Linked DNA regions of Capsicum annuum: region 2 is linked to region 1. The links are chromatin contacts, called in public Hi-C maps. All regions are on one chromosome and are shown on one strand. The core of a region is the stretch at or near the end of the contact, and the rest is flanking DNA. Distances in the headings are between cores, read along the strand shown.

Region 1 (3,760 bases), core at 765-3,264:
ACCCTCATGTATCATTGTCGGTCTTATGATATAGAAGCCTTTCACTTTGGTAGATATCTTCCCATCACATTACACTCCTGTGACACACCTCCATTTATATATCATATGCATAGCATCTTCATCTATTATTCCATTCTATTAGTATATTGACCCTAGGTGTCTTGAAGGTCTAGGCACCTCAATTTCATCTAAAATTTACATCTAATTAGAAAAGGTTTACATTTTTACGGTTGTGGATGTGGTGTTGCAGACTTGCAGCTGGGAAAGAACTGGGAATTGGTTGGATTCCTTCAATTGAATTAAATTCAATATTCTATCATTTTCAATTTTTCCTTGTGGAGATCTTTATAGAGCTATTTGGGGAATATGGCTGTCTGTTCTGGCAAAATTTCTCTTGTATTTGCCAGTCTTGAATTATCTAGCTTGAATTTAAGGTAGAAGATGGACTGTCTTCTGGGTTTTGATTGTACAATTGGCATTGTCACGTAAGATTATCTCAAACTTCTAGCTTAGAATGGAATGCTAGAATTCTCTTTAATTTTCTGCCTTGTTCTGCGGTAGAGCTACATAGCTTGAGTAGTAGTAAATAGTGATATATCTTCGAGCTTGCAGTGAGACATGGCAAAAATGTTCCATTTTCTTGAAGTTCAATTCCTTGTATTGGAAATGTCATTGACCTCATTGTAACTTTGTTTTATTTTCTGGCATTTGGAAAATTTTAGATTGTGATGCAGTTATATATGGTGAAGCTAATCTAATCTCCTTTGCTCTCTCTGTTGTATGTTATTTTTTCAGTTTTTAATCAGAAAACACTATACAATGCTTACAAGAAGCGGACCAAGAATGTTGCTATTGATGTAGATGAGTACAATAAAATGAAGGAAGCTGATCCAGAATTTTATCGAGAAGCTTCCAGTCTCCAGTATGGGAAGGTAGCTTCAGCCATGATCCCTAGCTTTGTTTGTTTTTATCTATTTCAGACTTCAGAGAATGGGTTAGCTACACTAACATCTTTCAATTGTACAGGCACCAAAATTGTCAGACGACAAGATAGAGAGGATGGTGAAGGAGCTCAAGGACAGGGATGAGAAGCGCCAATCATTTAGTCGGAGGAGAAAATTCCATGAAGAGAAAGACATTGACTCTATCAATGATCGTAACGAGCACTTCAATAAAAAGATTGAGCGTGCCTTTGGAAAATACACCTTGGAGATCAAGAATAACCTTGAGAGAGGAACTGCTTTGCCTGATTAAGGTATTAGCATATGATGTCGATGTGTACTTTTCTGTATCTTAGAGCAGTCTTGTGATGGGGATGTTCCTTGATGCTGTTGCTTTCCTGTATCATGATTTCAGCTAGCGTCAATTACTATCTCTCAACCTGATGCAAATCCTTGATGGTTGTTGATAATGGTTCATATTGTAAATCCCATTATTTGCAAGAAACTTTTTAATATAGACCAGAAAAATGTCTTTTTTCCCTTCCTAAATGAAAAGTTTTGAATAGGGAAATGATCTATTAAATGTATGAGCTTTCTTTCTGAATAGAGAAATGATCTATTAAAGGTATGAGCTTTCTTAGTGACATAGGATTATTACTGATTGTTTGAAAAATAAGCTGGAAGTATTCTATAGGAAGTATTCTATCTTTGTGTAGACAGATACTGGCAATGAAGAATTTCTATTTCTTAGCAATTTATGCATCCAATTCAGAAGGTAGAGGTACTTATTCTTGTTTATGCGTTGCACTGGTCATGTCGACTATGTTGCAGCATCAGGTGCTTAAATTTCTTGCGGAGGGTTGAGCAACCGAACGATTTTTTCAATGGTTTGGCCGGATCTGCACAAAGTTCGCTCGTAAATGGCTGAGTCATTTAGTAGAAAGGAATACCCGAGGGTACCTCATTTATGTTGATATAAATCATTTGTGGGTTTTAGTTATGCAATTTTGGGTTTTGCTCTTACTGAAGCTATTGCCTTGTAGGGTGCTGGTGTTACCCGATTTTCAAAGGCATTTTGCAAAAACCTTTCTTGATACTAGTAAGGTTCATCCATAGCTAAGATGTCTCTACTTGTAGGCAGAGACGGGAGTAATGGGCAGTTTTAGACTAATGATTTTTTAATCATCCACAAAGCATTACTTTCGACGGCTTCCAATTGAGTGAACCATGAGCACTTGGTCATTGTACCACACCATTGGCATAAAACAGTTCTTATTTCCACTTTCTTGCATAACGTTGTGTTGGTTGAATATGAAAATAACTAGAGAATCATGAATGACACACGGTACCATTTTTTTTCCTATATCCAAATTCGAATGAGCGGTTGTTTTCCTTAATTCTCAGTTCGGCTCTCGTCTTAAATTATTGTAATTGAATCTGTTGGCCCAAAAAGAGAGAGGAAAAGGAGAAAACTTCCCACTAAACCAACTTAGGGTTGTTTGGTAGGGTGTATAGGATTAGTGTGAAATATTGTGTATTAATAATATTTGAAGTAGTAATTGTGTTAGTTACGCTTGCATAAGTTATGTTTTTATTTTATGCAGTGTTTAGTTTGGTATACTAAAAATAACGTAAATCGCATAATTTCTGGAAAAAAATATCTTTCATAAGTATGGTGGAAAATATTTTGAGGGATAATTGTGATTGAATCATACTAATGCATGCATTAGAATTCATTGAATTATTAATACCATAAATATCTATGCATTAGTAATATATTTCATAATATCAAATAGAGTGTATAACTAATACAAATATTAGTAATACACAGGATAAAAAAGTACACCAAACAGGATAGTAGTAATATACAAAGCTAATACAAGCATTAATTTTTTTAAGAGAGAAGTATCAATTACTCCTTGAAGTTGTTACGTTTTATTCATAATACACCTGAACTTTGAATCGTCTTAAGTACCCCCGAACTTGTTGTTTTAGTACATCGGGTGGCCCTTTTAACCTACATGGCAAAATGAGTGATTTCAAACTCCATCACGCACGTGATGGAGTTAATTTTTTGCCAAATCAACACCTTTCAACGAAAAAAAAAGAACCCCCCCCCCCCCCACCTTTTTCTTTTTAATTTTTCAAAAACTTCAAAGCCTCCTCTCTCTTCTCCTCTTCCTATTTATTATCCCTCTTCCTCCATCACTTTTAAAATATATAAAAAAAAAATTGTTCAACTACTTCTATTTTACCTACTTAAATTAGGGGTGTGCATGGATCGGTTTGGTTTGATTTTTATATTATCGGTTCAATTTATCGATTTTCAATTTTTAAATGCGCTAAATCAATAACCAAACCAATAAGATATTTTCTTATCGATTTTCGATTTATCGATTTTTAATCCTTAACGATTCGATCTTCGATTCAACCGATAAGAAAATACTCATAAAATAGAAAGAGTAGTAACTAACATGAAAATAAACTGGATCTTAATTGCAGTGTAAAATAATAATTTAGTATAATCTAATTGGGTTATCAGTTTATCCAATAACCCAATAAAAAAAATTAAATCGAACCAATAACTCGATAGTTTTTTTTTATAAAATTATTAACCCAATAACTATAAATCAATAACATTTTTATCGGTTCTATTTTTGTACACCCCTAACTTAAATTGTGATTTCTTAGTCCATTAATTATAATAGAAAACGTATTTGTGTATGTGAGTCTCCTCAAATCCTAATCGAAACAGTAATCGAAAACTACTATGAAACACTAATCGGAAAAAACAATCTCATATTTTTAACACAAAAAAA
Region 2 (3,760 bases), core at 383-2,882, 530 kb after region 1:
TGCAAGGAAAGGTCCATTATGTTGACTAATGTCAAAAGCTATGACAATATTTCAATCTCCTCAACAACAAATAATTAAAGCTTAAGAAAAAATAATTGAATAGACAATGCAGTTTGTAAAGTTCTAATTCCTGCATCACCCTCAACTAGATAATACCCACTAAATGGCTCTATACATAGCAACTGCTTCACCTTACTAAAACTTAACTTTTCAGTGTATTTTGAACATATATCTATCTATATATAAGAGCAAATCTGGATCATACCATTTTCTATATGAGTCAAGTTTTCTTAAGTAGGTAAGTTGAGGAGTAAGGATCCATTTTTCTTCATAGTTAAAGACAACGTCAACTATTTCAACCATTCTTTAAAGAGTTCACAGGACAAATATAAAACAAAAAGACAATGACTTATCATAAATCAATAAAAAAAAAATAAAAAATAAGGAATCTTCAAATATCTTATGTCAAGACAATAATAAAGAATAAAGAGATAAGGACCACATCAAAAATGCAACATCAAAAATAAATTAAAAAGGATTACTTTTCTTGATAAAAATATCACATACTTAATCACCATAAATACATTAAACTATGACATACCTAACAATCCATCGTAAAATTATGAAAGATAAAGAAAAATACACGAAATAAATGTTGAAAAAATAAGTCTTTCATTTGAGAGAATATTAGAAAAATCCTAATTCGAGACAAGTAAATGAAAGCATAAAAGTCTTGCTACTTTAAAAAGTCACTACAACATGCATATGACACATGTAACAACATAGAAATATCAATATACATTGAATCGCGACAATATTGAAATATAAAAAGAAAATCTAACTGAAAATACTAAAAAAAATCTTACTTGAAAAGGAATAAAATTACTCTTGAAGTCTAAGATCTTGTTGTTTGAGATATTCAAGAATGTTACTTCAGCAGTCTATGCTTTCGATTAGTAGAGAAGAAGCGAGAAAAATAAAGAAAAATAAAGAAAAAAAGCATGATTGATATTAACTTAGAAATTTTTTAGATTTAAAGCAGATAGTTGATCGAATTATTATGTTTGGGTGGATAGTGAATTGGATTAATAGGTTGGGGCGGATCAGAAGTTTAAAGATAAAATTAATTATTAATTAATTAATAAAAAAAACATCACTAATAGAGTGAAGTTAAATTGACTAGTTAAATAAAAGAGTCAAATAACCTCAATAGATAGACAAAAAAAATAATTCAGCCTCAATAAATAAAAAGCATATTTACCCTATTTCACATAATTGCAGGCCGGATGACCCAAATCGCTATCACTGTGTGAGCTAGAAAACAAGTTTTTTCGGGACTTTGAATTAAAAAGGACAAAGAAGTTATCCAATTAAATAAAAGTTCTTCAAGTTTTTAAAATTAAATGAGAGGAACAATCTTTTTTTAATTTTTTTGTTAAAGCTTTTTCGTCTCAATAACTTGTTTCAGTTGTAGAATAATTTTGGTAGTTGTTCAACAATTTTTCGGAGTTGTTCAACAACTATACAAGTTGTTCGACAACTGCCGTAAATTGTTCAACAATTGCGCGAAGCTATTCAGATAACTAATGTAATTGTCCAATAAGTATACCAATTGTGCTTAATATTTTTTTAATAAATTTATGGGACCCACCTACCCCTTTTCTTTATTGACTCATTTTTCTCAGCTTTTCCTTCTGGAACAAATCTCACCCCAAATTGGATCGAACTCCGGAAGCAGTGGTTAATGGCGGAGTCAGAAACCCCAAATCGGAGCCCCGAAATCCGGAAAGACAGAGTCAACAACAGGTGGGTCCTGTTTTCGCCGGCGAGATCACGCCGACCATCGGACTTCAAAGCGAAATCGAACCCACAACCTAACAATCAAACCGAATGCCCATTTTGCGCCGGCCACGAGCACGAGTGTGCGCCGGAGATATTCCGTATCCCAGCAGATTCCACCAACGATTGGAAAATCAGAGTTATCCAAAATCTGTATCCGGCAGTCAGCAGAGAATTGGATTTCCAAAATTCAGTTTCTGTCATAGGTGATGTAGCAGTCAGTGGATTTGGGTTTCACGATGTCGTTATTGAATCGCCGATTCATTCAGTAAATTTGAGCGATCTGCCGCCGGTTGAAGTTGGGGAGGTCTTGCTTGCTGCTAAGAAGAGGATCGAGCAGCTTCGGAATTGTGAGTCTATCAAGTATGTTCAGGTTTTATTCTCATCCCCTTTCAAAAGGCATGAGTGGTCTTGAATATCAATTTGTCTTTAGTTGATTTGGTATATGTATTCCTTGTTTCGGTATGATTTTAAATTAAGTGCATTGAAAAACTAATTAAAAATAGCACATACCATAAATTTTAGAAGCTAAAAGTGTTCAACAAAATGTATATTACGAAACCATTTGTCAAAAATTGCATGTTCAAATTCGAAGTCGGTCGGTTAATATTTGCTTGGAAACGTGTTTGACACTAATTTGAAAGTCTACTGCAATGTGAATTCTTTGGGTGTAGTGAATGGAAAGGTTTGAATATATACTTATTTCTAGTCTTTTAGGTGATTAATGGGTTCATTTCCATGTTTAAAGATACTTGGTGATTAATGTGTTTATTTCCATTGATTTGGAAGCTTTCTTTTTTTTGGGGGGGTATGGGGGGATACAAATGAAATAGGGAGTAAACGTTTGTGGTATTTCACCTCCATTTTTGAGACATTGTGGGTAATTCTTTTATGTCGTACTCTGGCAACATGTTTTGTCATTTATCATTTCTTTCTATATATGGAACATTTCATTTTCATAGATAAATTATTGATATGAATAGTGCAGGTAATAGAAAACCGGTTATTCTTGAACGTGTCAGAATTGTAAGAATTTTTGAGGTTCTTATTTACTTGAAAGGTTAATCTAGCGATAAATGAGTCACTAATGAAAGTGACTCCTTTATTCCTAGATTAAACTTTCAAGTAAATAAGAACCTCAAGAATTCATTGTTAGTTACTGTATACTTCCAACATAAGTTCTAAAAATTTCATACTGTTAATCCCTTGAGGAATATCATTCCGGCTAACAGTTTTATAATAAGTACATAGGTGAAGTACTTTAGAGGTAGATTATGCTAATCTGCACAGGGGCTTGTGATACGTCACTCTCCATCCATTTTGTGTGAACTGGTTGATTGGCATGGTAGATTATTTTGAGTTTGTTTTTCAAGTGACAGGAGAAAAGCAAGGTGGTATTTGAATGAAGTGTGTTTGATAGGGTAAATAGCTAAAATCTCACAATTGACTGTCAATTTTGAACAATTTAATGAAAGGACACTTGAAACTTGTAAATGTTGTGGTATCAAGTTGAAGATCCAAACTGCAATCCATTTCTGAAAACTGGTTATTTTCTCTTTGTCAGCTTCTCATTTTCATTACGCACTTGATTCCTGTTCGCCAAATGCTCTTACTCTAAAATGTGTACTCCTAAGGTAGTAAGAGAACTGGTTAATTAACATGAAACTTGAGATGAATGAGCACAATGGAGATAGTAGCGGTTCCTTATCTGATCTAATGCCTTTTATATCATTATATATGTGCAAAAAGAATCTGCAGCATGGACATTTATTCTTTTTTCCTCTTTCTTGTTGAGTACTAGTGGTTTGTTCATAATCAGCTTGTTTGATGTTTGTCCTATGAAAGGCTACTGCACTATATAATATTGCATCACTCACTGGCTTTTAAAGGTGTTCAAAAACCATGGAGCCTCTGCTGGTGC

What was found. Hi-C and Micro-C count contacts between places; a contact is called where the count stands out from the background.
Region 2: a contact with region 1 is called in a Hi-C map of leaf, with 6 times the contacts expected there. The contact joins the promoter of LOC107845778 here to the enhancer-like site in region 1. A contact is called at or near these places in 3 of 5 Hi-C or Micro-C datasets (bud and leaf).

The regions. Positions count from the first base shown.
Region 1 is chr10:37,945,762-37,949,521 of UCD10Xv1.1, forward strand. LOC107845782 (pre-mRNA-splicing factor syf2) reads left to right here. Exons shown (of 8, transcript XR_007046172.1): 5 at 796-932; 6 at 1,027-1,255; 7 at 1,773-1,897; 8 at 1,985-2,304. Among protein-coding and RNA genes, the nearest start is that of LOC107845782, 9.8 kb to the left of the region's middle. Within about 2 kb of position 2,015, at least 4 of the 5 cell types and tissues checked have an H3K27ac peak or open chromatin away from gene starts, as enhancers often do. A contact at or near this core is called in bud and leaf, where this site is marked.
Region 2 is chr10:38,471,363-38,475,122 of UCD10Xv1.1, forward strand. LOC107845778 (ADP-glucose phosphorylase) reads left to right here and starts at 1,633. Exons shown (of 3, transcript XM_016690260.2): 1 at 1,633-2,212; 2 at 3,729-3,760. The coding sequence starts at 1,745.